Linked DNA regions of Zea mays: regions 2 and 3 are each linked to region 1. The links are chromatin contacts, called in public Hi-C maps. All regions are on one chromosome and are shown on one strand. The core of a region is the stretch at or near the end of the contact, and the rest is flanking DNA. Distances in the headings are between cores, read along the strand shown. Region 1 holds the start of LOC100501369 (Fatty acyl-CoA reductase 1). Region 2 holds the start of LOC103632410 (WD repeat and HMG-box DNA-binding protein 1). Region 3 holds the start of LOC103632412.

What was found. Hi-C and Micro-C count contacts between places; a contact is called where the count stands out from the background.
Region 2: a contact with region 1 is called in a Hi-C map of endosperm, with 3 times the contacts expected there. The contact joins the promoter of LOC103632410 here to the promoter of LOC100501369 in region 1. A contact is called at or near these places in 4 of 25 Hi-C or Micro-C datasets (bundle sheath, ear, endosperm and 1 more).
Region 3: a contact with region 1 is called in a Hi-C map of leaf, with 5 times the contacts expected there. The contact joins the promoter of LOC103632412 here to the promoter of LOC100501369 in region 1. A contact is called at or near these places in 3 of 25 Hi-C or Micro-C datasets (bundle sheath, ear and leaf).

What each region holds. Positions count from the first base shown.
Region 1 is chr7:71,240,362-71,244,957 of Zm-B73-REFERENCE-NAM-5.0, reverse strand. LOC100501369 (Fatty acyl-CoA reductase 1) reads left to right here and starts at 2,447. Exons shown (of 6, transcript NM_001196109.1): 1 at 2,447-2,708; 2 at 2,799-2,902. The coding sequence starts at 2,627.
Region 2 is chr7:71,480,455-71,485,050 of Zm-B73-REFERENCE-NAM-5.0, reverse strand. It overlaps LOC103632410 (WD repeat and HMG-box DNA-binding protein 1), which reads left to right and starts at 2,024. Exons shown (of 12, transcript NM_001347114.1): 1 at 2,024-2,384; 2 at 2,496-3,586; 3 at 3,721-3,897; 4 at 4,012-4,125. The coding sequence starts at 2,087.
Region 3 is chr7:71,097,029-71,101,624 of Zm-B73-REFERENCE-NAM-5.0, reverse strand. LOC103632412 reads left to right here and starts at 1,878. Exons shown (of 2, transcript XM_008654240.3): 1 at 1,878-2,548.

The DNA of each region.
Region 1 (4,596 bases), core at 1,198-3,697:
AACGCATCGAAGCCAGCATCAGACACACCATATTTAGCTTTTAACATCAACAGCTTTAGCACAGACCGGAGCGTCGTGAACTCTTTGGTACAACCCTTAGACTCGTCGTACAAAGGCTCTTCTGCTGCCTTCTTCAGGGACTCCATACCTTTCATTAAGAACATCGATTGATCTGTATGACGACGTAACATTGCCTCTAGCAACTCTGCATCTTCCTCATCCATAACACTTGGCAGAACATGAGGTCTATCATGTTCATTTCCTCCAGCGTAACCATGATCAGTAACATTTTGCACTACATGTTCGCTCTGTGGAAGAGGTTGGTGTGTCTCGTGAACGAACTGAAATCTGTCGTCGATGTTCTCAGGGTTTCTAGTCGTATAAGGCGAAGAGCTACCCTCTCCATGCTTTGTCCAAATTGTGTAATCCTTCATAAATCCTCGGCATACCAGATGAGATATGATTTGTTCTGTGTCATTAAATACAGCAGCATTTTTGCAGTCCATGCATGGACAATATATGTGTTTTGTCTTTGTTCTCCAAGCATGGTTCGTAGCGACATCAATAAACCTATGGACCTCGGATATGTATGATGGATCTAGCCTTGATAAGTTATACATCCAGGATGTCCTCTCCATCACCACCTGTAAAAAAGTAACATAAACACACAAGAACCAACCTTTCTTAGCAACCTTCTTCCAAAAAATAAAGATAAACCCCCCCCCCCCCTTGTATTTTGTGAAATCTGGCCCTCTAATGGAAGTTGGGCTGCGAGCTATAGTTCTTGTCGGGAAGGATGAAGGGGTGAAACCCTATATCCAAAATGTGGCTAAATTTAAGGAAAATGAACAAAAATTGGTAAGAGGAACATAAAACCAAACTTTCCTAGCCATACTCTTCTCTCTAACACATGGTGAAGGCCTAGTTCCAAAATTGAGCAAAGATGAACAATAATTGGCAATTAAAACATAATTAAACCAACCTTTCATAGCAACTAATAAAAATAATCTTAATTACCAAACCTATCTTCTTCTCTCTCCACACAACACATGAACCATTCATTAAACAACTTAATATGTCATGGATAAACTGATTTGAGAACTAAACATGAAAAAGGAGAGAGGATAGACAAAATCTAACCATATTAAACAACTTTATTTGAGGGAATAGAGCAAAAATGTGGCTAAAATGTGGCTAAAATTGAGAGAGGACACACTCTCTCTCAAATGGTGAAACCCTAGATCCAAAATGTGGCTAAAATTGAGCAAAAATGAATAAAAATTGACATTAGCAACATAAACCAACCTTTCTTAGCAATCTTCTTCCAAAAAATGAAGATCAAAACCTCTCCCCATGTATTTTGTGAATTCTGGACCTCCAAAATCGCCTCCAATGGAAGTTGGCTGCGAGCATACAGTTTACTGTAGGGGGAAGAAGAGGGGTATTTATAACAGACAGTTCACTGGCGGTTGGCTTTAAAAACCGCCAGTGGAAACCTATTTCCACTGGCGGTTATCTTAACACAACCGCCAGTGGAAATATGATGTTTCCACTGGCGGTTGTGTTAAGATAACCGCAAGTGGAAATCAATTTTCACTGGCGGTTGGTGTTACACAACCGCCAGTGGAAACATCCTATTTCCACTGGCGGTTGTGTTAAGATAACCGCCAGTGGAAATAGGTTTCCACTGGCGGTTTTTAAAGCCGGGCCCACCTGTTTCTTTCACTGACGTTTGATAACGGAAACCGCCAGTGAAAAGTTGAACGTGCCGCAGGCTTTGAGCTCTTTTCTACTAGTGCTTATTCCAATTTTAAGTGGTATTGAAGTGATCGGTATAAATTTTAATGACATTAAAGAGATTTGTTTTAAATGGAACTAATGGTGTTAGCTTTAAGCTAACGTCAATAGTATTAAGAGATTAAAATTTAAATTGAATGGTATTGAAATAAATTTTATAGTTTGGATGACATTGAATAGATTTTCTGATAAACAAAGCCCAGATTGTGCCGGCCGGTCGCGTGCGGTGGTGGAGAACAGATGGCTAAGCCAACGATGCGCAAGCAAATACTGGATTATTTGTTCAACGACTGGTCACTGGCTTTGTCTTCTTTTCTCACCTACTTTTATTCACCTTACCTATTGGAAACATCCATCCGTCGTTCCCTTCCTGTATACGCTACTGCATGATAATCATCCATCCGTCCTCCGTGACCACGAGCATTTTCAGCTGTCAAAGCATCTGGGGGTTTCTTTTATTCCTTGTGAGTATATATCATATGCCATCAAGCTTGTTCCATTCAAGGACGGATTATAGTGGAAAGCTAGTATATGTTACAAATTAATACAGCAAGATTATCGTCTGCTATTATCATCTGAGCTCGGTGCACTGTCCCTTGCAATAAAAAGTGGAGTATCTGCCATTGCCCACTGCTAGATTAAACGTGTACTCAACCCTCCATTCAAGGACGGATTTTGGTGGGTGGCTTGTGCGCCATAAATACCCCACATCAGGAGCCTCTTTTGGTGCGCGCGCTGTCACTCTAGCGTGTCTTTCTCCCCTTCCTGCTTTCCCTCTCCAGCTCTCATACACAAACACACGGAGCTAGCAGCACGGATCGAGAGAACAATGGAGGAAACAAGCAGGATCCCTGGGTACTTCAAGAACAAGGGCATCCTGATCACGGGCGCAACAGGCTTCCTTGGAAAGAGTAAGCATGTATGCGTGCATGCATGTCTCTGTTTCATACATGCATTGTGCTCACCTTGAGGTCTCTCTCTGCCGTCATGTCTTGTTGCAGTCCTCGTGGAGAAGATACTGAGGGTCCAGCCGGACGTAAAGAGGATCTACCTCCCCGTGCGTGCGCCGGATGCTGCATCAGCCAAGAAACGGGTGGAGACTGAGGTGATGGCTTCTAGCAACGGCATGATCTCACTCTGTACTAGTTCTGTTAATTTCTGTTTGGGGTTTTTGTTCTCTTTCACTTGGTTTGCGTTTAGTTCCGAAGTACGGTAGAACCGAGCCGCTCCGCTCTCAATTTGTTCTTGTTTTAATTAATTTCATATAGGATGAACTGGTTTTAAAAATAAAAAATTGTACTTAAATGTTGAACCATTTGATTAGACAGAGCCGCTCCTAGGACTGAGCCGTTCGGTTCTATCCCAAGTAGCTTGAGAACCAAACGCTACCTTATTTTCATGTAACCATAGTGCCGAAGTAAGCACATGCATTTTCTTCTTTAATTTATCTATATATATATATATATATATATATATATATATATATATATATATATATATATATATATATATATATATATATATATATATACATTTGCGGTACAATAAAGTAAGATGCGTTCTAGTCTACATGTGGTACAGTCTAATTAACATTATAAATGCTACTCCAGATGTGTGTACTATGTACAGGATAATTGGTACATTTGCGGCGATATATCGGGTACCTGTCCACATGCATATGCAAGCTTTCGCTCGCATGTTGCTACTCCCATCCGATACATCGCAAACATATTTATTAGGTGACCTATCTGATTTTTTTGAACGAAAAAAAACACTAGCTTGTGTATATCTCTTCTATTCTCTACCTCTACTGTATTAAATTACAAATTTTCCTCATTTCACGATGCTAGCTAGTACTGCAGCCGCCGCTGTTTGTACAGTATATTTGCCTCTTCATTGTCTCTTCACGTGGCAGCCGAATGGCTTGATCGTGCTCACCCATATTTAAATAGTAAAAATTCTAAAATTATATATAATGAGATTCTAACCATAGTTGTTGGCCTATAATGCATGTTCACAGCTACCTAGTGAACATAACACATATATTCTTGTATGTTTTATATTCTATGGACACTTTACTTTGTATTTTGGTGTAGCAGTGTTGACGCACTAACCATGGCATAAAAAGGTGACCAAAGCATTACTGCTGAAAGTCAGAACAAACTATTGACAATCAATCATTATTTATGCGGCTGTTTCTGCTACTGTTAATGAAAGCATATTCAAATCATTTGTGTCACTGTAACATAGATAATACACACGCACACCAACGCAAAAGGTAAAGGAACAAAATGCCCTTAGAAAAATAGAAAAGTACATATATATAGAGATATTGAGAAAAAAATGTTGTATATATATTGAGAAAAAAAAGATGTTGTATTAGAAGAGAAATTTGTATTAGAAAGTGAGAATGATAATTGTTTTACAATAAATTTTGAATGCTATAAAGTTAAGGTGTTATATACAGTTTTTAAAAGTGGTCATTAGGATTTCGTGCTCTGATCTATGTGCAAAGGTGCGTATTTTGTGATGGCTGACTACTGGTAATGGTATATATCAAAGTTAGATCAGTATTAGGCTGCCAATTCCGATAACAACTCTACAATATTCCTTAGGGCAGCTCCAAAGGTACCTATTAGCAAGTTCATTGCGTATTATTTCGTATTTTAATGAACTCTAAATCAAGAGGTAAGCTTATACACGTCTCAGAATCACATGAGTGTCATATGAGACTATTCATATTACGAGCTATGTACTAAAAGTTAGCATTGTTAAAAAAGAAAGTTCGGTTAATTTAGA
Region 2 (4,596 bases), core at 775-3,274, 240 kb before region 1:
CTTGATATAGCATCTGAGAACAAGTGACCAACAACGAGGTACAACTTCGAAAACATTATAATCATGCCCTCAAATCTATACATATGAGTTACAATGATGATCAAGGGCATTGTTGTCTTTTCCTTTTGCAGTCTTGCTAAACAAGCGTTGAGGATTCCATCCTTCTCCTGCTAGCTCCTTCATCATACACGTATGCTGCTGATCCGAAGCTTGTAGCTTCGTCTTCACAACCATGATCACTGTGCGTCTCCAAACGAAGGTGCCCTTTGGCATTTTACCCTGTTATACCTGAAACAAACTTAGGAGTAACTGGTTAGTCAATGTTTTGAGGACGTTTGGCTAAAGAGGGCCCTCAACAACATCTAAAGTTGTATTAACCCCTTACCTTCATATTAACATCTGGATCTATGAAGGTACATATGTATTCATTTGTAATAAGAAAAAGATAATACAAGGAGCATGACAGTAAAGATTTTCATTGTCTGCATTTATCCATTATATTTCTCATAGAGTTATAATTATGATGACCTTTTCCATTCTGTTTGCTTCTCGATTGAAGATAAATTGAAGGGACACCCATATTTTTAATTATGTTGCCTTGTCTTGATCTCCCTTAGAAACCAAAGCAAGTAACCAACAAGATGAGACTAGCCAACATATGTGGGGAGCTATGGTGGCCCATACGAAGCTGGGCATGGTGCTGCTTGCAGATCGACTTACAAAGGAGATGTCTTGTCATAGATGAAAGCATCATGGTCCTGTTCTTGTGGGTGAAGGTCTTGTCATGACCTTGCTGCTGCATTTTCTCTTCTTCGCTTCTCATACGATGCAACTCTTGTCATGCCTCACCAATTTGTTGCCGAAGATGAGCAACCTAATGCATCTTTTACCTCTGTACCTCAACTTCTCTTCAGATTGCTTCGAGGTTCTTGATCTGTTCATCAACATTGTCTTATGGTGGGGGTTGTATTGGGGCCCTTTCTCTTCTCCCACCTTTAGTTTGTAACCTCAGGTGGATGAACAACTTCGAGTTGCATGTGGTCTTTTGGGTTAAGAATACCTAAAAAGCATGTTAGAAGCCTATAATGACTCGTTAGAAACCTAAAATGTCGTTAGCTTGGATTGAGGTGTGTTATGTTCTCTATTCTGAATTCCAGTCATATTTGTGAGGCTATTGGTAGATTTTGGGTAAGAATTTGATTTTTGGGACTTTTTCTGTTTCGGTCAGAATTTGAATTTTAGTCCTTTTGTAGTTCAGATCGCCTAAATTGAGTTTGGCCCGTTTAACCAATAACGTGCCAGATCGTGTGTCGACGGCTCAACCCATAGGCTGGTCCGGTATGGTCCATAATTATTGGGTGCTAGGTTAGTCTGAAATTGAAACATGTTGGACTATTTTAAGCTTAGGCGAGGCTAAGTCGTGCGTTGGACTATTTTAAGCTTAGGCGAGACTAAGTCATGTGGCCTGAATGTAGTCTTTTATTCTTTGTGTTCTACGGTTCTAGAACATGGCCATATCACATACTATGTGATTGTCTACTTGTAGGAGTGAGTGCAGATGGCTGGGCACAGTTTTTATACGTAGATACACAGCGAACGACAGTATGGCGCGGGCCTAATTCCGACTCCTTTTATGCACAAACTTGACCTAATCCAATCATAAATGTAGCCAACCAAACATCACATACCAACTTTTTTTACATGCTACAGGTCATGTACACACGGAAGCAGGCAACTAATAAGACGGATAGTCACGTATATTGACCGACAATGCGTACTCTTGCATGCTTATTTGATGTTTACGGTGTACCATCAGATGAGCAGCGAACGGTATCAGGCGCACGGTGTCCCTCTGCCGCGACCGTGAGTCTTTGATGGAGGAATAATACCTAAGCGGACCATCGTCGTCCCGCCTAAACAACCCTTCCCGCGCTTTCTCCCGCCATTTTTAGCGGTGGCGGGAACCATAGATAACGAAAAGGTACAGCTCCATCTTCTCAATTTGTAACACCAGCTAGCGCTGTTCATCCCATCCCATTTCCAATCCGCGCCACCACAAACAAAGCCTCAAAGGCGAAGAGTCGCCATGAAAGGCCGCGTGGTCAAGCTCCGTGAGGCGCACAAGGCTGGCTCGCCAGCCCTCTGTTCCGCCTCCTGGGGCCCCAGCGGACAACACGTCGTCACCGCTTCCGCCGCGGACACTGCCGTCCTGATCCACGACGCCGCCACGGTGCTCGCCGGCGGTCGGGGCTCGGGTTCGTCGGCGCTGGCTACTATCCGTCTCCACAAAGACGGCGTCACGGCACTTGCAGTCGCGCCGGGCCCCAGCGGCTCGCTGGCATCGGGATCCATCGACCACTCCGTCAAGTTTTACACCTTCCCAGGTTCGTGGATCTCACCGCCCTGAGGCGTTTATATGATCCAAGAAATCTTCTTCTATTTTCGTTCCTTTTCTCGGACAGATCTGTGACATATCTTCTGGTCTCTGCAAGCAGAGGGGCAGTTCCAGAGCAATGTCGCCCGATTCACCCTGCCTATCCGATCACTCGCTTTTAACAAGAAAGGCACCCTACTGGCGGCCGCAGGTGAAGATGATGGCATCAAGCTGATTTCAACCATTGACAACACGATATCGAAGGTGCTCAAAGGACACAAGGGCTCCGTCACTGGGCTGGATTTCGACCCGAGAAACGATTACCTAGCATCTGTGGACAGCTTCGGTACCGTCATCTATTGGGATCTTTGCATTGGTGCTGAGGCCCGTACCTTGACACGTATTGCTCCCACGTTTCGGTCGGATAACTCTGTCAGGAATGTTCTGTGCTGGAGCCCTGATGGGCAGACCCTTGCTGTGCCCGGGTTGAGGAACAATGTGGTGCTGTATGATAGGGACACGGGTGAGGAGGTGTGCACGCTATATGGAGATCATGAACAACCAGTGAGCAGCCTTTGCTGGTCTCCCAATGGGAGGTATCTGGCCAGTGCTGGCTTGGATAGGCAGGTGCTCATCTGGGATGTGAAGTCAAGGCAGGACATTGAGAGGCAGAAGTTTGATGAGCGGATATGCAGCTTGGCTTGGAAACCAAATGGAAATGCTTTACTTCTGATTGATGTCATGGGCAGGGTTGGCATTTGGGAATCAGTCGTACCTTCGACTATGAAGTCGCCTAATGAGGGCATACCTGATCTCAACTCCAATATGGTTCCTCTATTTGATGACAATGACGATGAGCCAGACACCTCAGTTGGCTTGGAGGATGATGTTGATGATACTTTCAGCGATTCAATAACTTTCAACCACAAGAGACCAAGGAGGAAGTCTACGTTTGATGGAGATAGTGAGAATGAAGATTTAATACATCAATTGGAATATACCAAAAGAATGAAAGATAAGCAAAATAAAAATGAGGATGCTGGGAAGGCAAGAGGTGATTCTGCCACACCAGTGACGTTGGTTACATCAACAATGCAAGCTGCTTTCCAGCCTGGATCAACGCCACCACAGCCTGGCATGCGAAATTTCCTCGCATACAACATGCTTGGAAGTATCACTACTATTCAAAATGAGGGGTATTCACATGTGGAGGTAAGATCTGCTGTTACCTGTTGCTTAGTAGCTGTATGTGCTTAGTTGATTGCAGCTTGAAGTGGATCAAGCCATCTTATGCTATTTCAGTTCCTGCATATAGAGTGCAATAATTATTGTATTTACATTTTCAGGTTGACTTCCATGACACAGGAAGAGGACCTAGAGTTCCTTCCATGACAGACTATTTTGGTTTCACAATGGCTGCAATGAATGGATCAGGAAGTGTGTTTGCAAATCCGTGTAAGGGTGACAAGAATATGAGCACTCTAATGTACCGCCCTTTTGGTAGCTGGGCTGGTAACAGCGAGGTACGTTATCTGAATGTCACACTTAGGTAATACAAGTTCAACAAATGAAAATCTTGAAGTTTATACCTATTTACCCTTTGTTGATGCATAATGTATTTTCATATTCAAATTTAGTGGTCAATGAGATTTGAAGGTGAAGAAGTGAAGGCTCTGGCTCTTGGTGCTGGATGGGTTGCTGCAGTCACAAGCTTAAATTTTTTGCGCATTTTCACCGAAGGAGGCTTGCAGGTTATATTAACTTTCCTAACATCTACAATTGGAACCTTCTAAATTTATCTAGTTTTATTCCTGTCTGGAACATAATGAAGATCTTTTTGCTTGGAGGAAGCTGCCTCCATTTTAGTTCCCACATACAAATGAACTATGTTATTAATTTCATGTTCACAGCTTCCTACATGTGCTCCCTAGGTCTGAAATTTTTAAGGTATTAAATTGTTGACAACATTTTGCTTTGTACCACTCTTCATTCTCTCTCAAAGTCCACAACCATAAGGACTGGGTGGTATTCGATGTTCTGTTTTTCGTTGAAGACTGTAAAGGATATACGACAGCTGTAGACTCTTGTAGAGAGATCTTTTAGTTTAGCAGATATTGTCTATGTGAGGTGGCAAATGGTAATAGTTGTCTAAAATAGTGGAAAAGAGAAGTCCAATCAGTTAATGAGTTTGAGCAAAAAAATTGTATAAGATATGATAGAAT
Region 3 (4,596 bases), core at 629-3,128, 140 kb after region 1:
CTTTTCTTTTCTCCTTCTTTTGTCACTATTTCTAGCACTTGGACAAACATATTAGTATTCAACAACAATATTCTAAGTCTAGAAACATACCTTGTAATATGATTTGTATTTCTCTCTTCATTTAGCACACAAGAATTTAATCAATCGTGTTGGGCATTTAATCACCAAAACATTATAGAAATGTTCTAAGGGCACATTTCCCTTTTAGGAAGGTGAACCGCCAGGTCGCCTGCACTCGCTGAATGGTGGACCGCTCGACGCCTGAAATATTATAATCGTTTCTCGGCATCGAGCTCATGGAAGGTGTTTTTCGGACCTTCGGCATTCCGAAGCATTCGAGTTTTTTCGCGGATCGAGCTCGTTACGTAAAACGATCTAGCACCGCGAAGGGGCTACTGTTGGGTGCCTTCTTCTCCGCCGAAATTCCTCTAAGCAAAAACACCTTCGGCAAGATGATATGCAAGCAGGCACGACATGAAGATACCAGCCGAAGCTACAATTGAAAGAGCTTCGGCATGATGACACGCTTGAGACGAAGGGCAGCACCGACTTAAAGAGGAAAATACCGCTTAGTCCCTAATAATTTGTGTCATGGTTATGATTAGTTGTCAAGGACACGAATGTAATTTTGTCCGGGCTGTGTCCCGTGCCTATAAATAGATGAACAGTACCCCTGTACTCTTCACGCTGACCTGTAATCGCTCATGCGTCACTCTTGTATTTTTGCCTTCTGTCAAGCCGAAGGTATTGATGTAATTTAAATATCATTAATATTTATTCATGGATATATGATGATAATATGAATAATCTAATGATCTGAAATGGTTATTTATGCTTTCTCTGCGTTTTATATGTCCCTGTTTATATGTTTGCATATTGAAATGATGAAGGTATGTCCTTCATGACCTTCGTCCGAAGATCATTATATCCTAAGAGAGATAATGTCATGAAGGACGAAGGTCTTTAACCATTAATATATGTGTTGCCTTGTTCTTAATTCAGAGCTTTTGAGAACAAGTGACCAACAGATAGATATAGGGAAACCAAAGGCATCAGACCCAAGAAAATAATCAGACATGTTTTTCCTGGGTTAGGTTGATAAAGCGACAATGCAATCCTCTAGGAGAGGCAAAATAGAATAAAGACATCAACATGAACCAACCGAACAAAGGAATGGTTTTGGAAGGAGACATGACTCGAGATTCTTGTTTTAGGTACACTTTATGTCCAACAAAGAAATTATCTAAGCATTCATTTGCATGAGTTTGGTCATGTAGCACCCCAAAATTCCATTTGGTTTTCACGAAAAGATTATTAAAAAAAGTTTAAGAATTAAAATATCTTTTAGAGGGCTCCCTACTTTTGAAGAGATGTTAATAAAGAAGTAAAATAGTAAATTAGGATATCTCAAATTATAGTTGAGTTTTGAATTTTGAAAACTGAATTTTGAAACTAAGAGTTATTTTAGAAATGAAGTAGTAGAAAGGTTTCGTATTTAACTAAGTGAATATTCTTTTCATTAAACGTTACATGATAAGCATTTATTTAAATAATTATTAATAAATAAGAAAAAAATATAAAACCTTCATCTCATGCTGGATTTTTTTCTGTGCTAATTTAACGTGTGTTTTTCAAACTGATTCAAAGTTGAATTTGGAAGTTTGAATAATAGCAAACAAAACTGAAATTAAAAAACAACTTACCTGCGTGTTGGGCCAAAACTCACGTTGTTGACCCAACTACTCATCCTTGGGGCCAGCACCTTGCTCCCCGAGAACACATGTGTCGTGCCACTTTTTCCTTGGCGCATGGGACCCAGTTGGCGGAAGCTTCTTCCTGAAGTTTGTTGCAACCACCCGCATGCACCGGATCTCAGTTAAATCTCTTTTCCACCGCCTCCCAGCCTCAATCGCCAACTACACACCGGCGGCCAGAGCCCCTCCGCATAAAGCCTGCCCATGCGGCCCTCCGCCAAATGCCTATCTCGCGCCCACCAGGGCCTCGGGCTGAAGGAGATGTGTGGGAGCGTGCGGCCGCGGACGATTCCCGCCGGGGCTGCCGGTCCGACCTCGACGACTGTTGGAGAGGAAGCGGAGTGCTTGGGGAAGTCGTGCGGGTGCAACGTCCGGTGCCGCTGTTACCTGTGGCCGTGGTACCGCTGTTACCTGTAGCTTCCGGAAAACCGGTGCCTTCTGTGGGCCTCGACAACCTGGCTGCCGCAAGCCCAGTCGTTGCCGCGCGCTCTGCCTCTGCTCCGGACTGGGGCACCATCGCTGCGCCGGATAAAGCTTGGAGACGGAGAGAGCCACCGTGTGGCTGCTAAGGCGAGGTCGAAGCCACTATCCAGTATCGAGGGCACCTCCATGGCGAGCAGGCCGCCGGGTGAACCTCGCCTGTGTTGTGTCCACCACTTTGGGCGAGGTGTGGCTTCAGGCCATCAGCGGTCCTCCGTGGGGACACCTGTGGCTGCATGGTGGCGGGAACTCCTCGCCAGCACCGCAGTTCTACGCATCATCGTGAATAGGAGCCTTGTGCTGCGCAATCAAAGGTAATAGCATCACCATATGGCTCGCTTCCTTCTCTATTGCGCGTAGCGTACGTTAGCAGGAAGAATGGGGTCCCGGATGACAGGGGCGTTTGCTCGCCCGTGCGGCGCCGCCGCGATCGGGGACGCCGTCGCGGTCTAGGGGCGTTGGTTGAGGGAGTAATGAGAAGCGTAGATATGTGGACGATCGGCCAGGATTAGATGTTAGGGTGTTGCGCGATGAGCCGTTGATGTCGCGGGCTGCGACTAGGATTAGATCTTAACTGACTAATTCGTTCAGGGCAATCTGAGCGCTTGATTGTTTGTATATCCTACGGACAAGATTGTTTACCGTTTCATAAGAAGCCCGATCTGATATGGGCTAATGAATCATGATCGGACGACTCAACTCGTCTATACACTTTCGGCCCCGTAAAACTTCAAAAGAGCCCCTGCACTTTTGCCACAATTGAGCCGCCGCTCCGGTAGTGGTAGAAAATAGATTAAATTGCCCTGGAATTTGTAGAAAACCCCTTGGTACTTCTAAATATGCCACTGAAAGCTAATTGTAGTATAAAATAAATACTAAAAATATTTGAAAACTTTTATAATTCATATCTCTCACATTTTAACTCTGATTTGACTCGTTCAAGTTGCGTTAATCTCGTATTAAATTTGTCCACACAATAACAACATTATTTTATCTTAATCGCCTATGTTTATAAATGGATGTTTATTTAAGCTATGATTAGTGACTCCCTAATCCAAGGATTGACATGTCTGTAATTATAATTTGACGGCATTATGATTTCTAAATAAGTTATAATTAAATTTGAATTAATTAATTAGAATATATTTTCTCGTATGATGTATATTAACCAATTTATAATATAGTTTAATATTTTAATCACACCGATCTTTTATAAAATCATAACTCTTTAATCGTAACTTCGATCTTAGTGATTCTCGTTCTCACGATCTCGTAGCAACGCGTAGATCATTATTATGCAATATGTTTTTATGTTTGGTGTGATGTTAATTTTGTGTATACTATGTCTGTTTGTATTGCTACGACTAGCAGTGAGGTCACAAGGATTTGAAGAATTACCGTGGTAACTGGAATCTCAAGTGTCAGGAAAGTTGTGCCCATGATCCACTTTTGTTACCCAATAATGTTCTTTATTATCACTATTCAATGCATATGTTTAATTTTGATGGGACCCAACAGGTCACCCTAGTATGTTTATCCATTTTACCTTGTTATCATTGAATCACTTGGGTAGTTTTGCTATTACTTTACATGGTTTTAGGATAATATTTCATTATATCCACGTTCCAATTATTTTGTTATTCTATTTATGTTCATGTCAAGATCATTAATGTTAATTGGAACATGGAGCTTAACTTGAGAAACACGTGCCACCATAAGGGTGGAATGGGACGCCCTTGGCTAACTAATTAGGAAAGCTAGTGGAAGACTACCTTACCCGAAAGGGGCAAGGGCAGTAGGGGAGTTGCATGCAAGGAGGTTCTCGGGTTGATTTTGCTGCGATGGCGGTCAGACGGGGGATTCTTGCAAGTGCTCTTCCCATAAACTGTAGCGGGTTTTCGGAAGCTAGTGGAACTTTGTAAAGGCCTCGTAGTGGATCCCTAGCCATTCACCTCAGTAGTGTCTAAGGGCCTTGCAAACCCTGGCGACATGGGATACACCACTTGTGGGTACATGGTACAACCTCTGTAGAGTGTAAAACTGGTATACTAGCCGAGCTCACGGTCAGGAGCAGTTTAGGACTCTCGCATGATTAAATTATGGAACCTAAACTCAACTTGTCATTTGCATTTGAAGGGGTTTATTTTTTAATTTTGTTCTATTATTGTTATTATTTATTATGGTTTGATATTTACTTACATTTAGTAACTGCTAATAAAATTTGACCAACTTATTAAAAGCAATGCTTTAGCCTCTATTGTTGATCAGCCTTACACATCACATGAACTGTAACACCCTGAATTTGGGGTATAAAATTTCTTTCTTATGATCATCCAAATTCAGGTGTTACTCTTCTCTATCT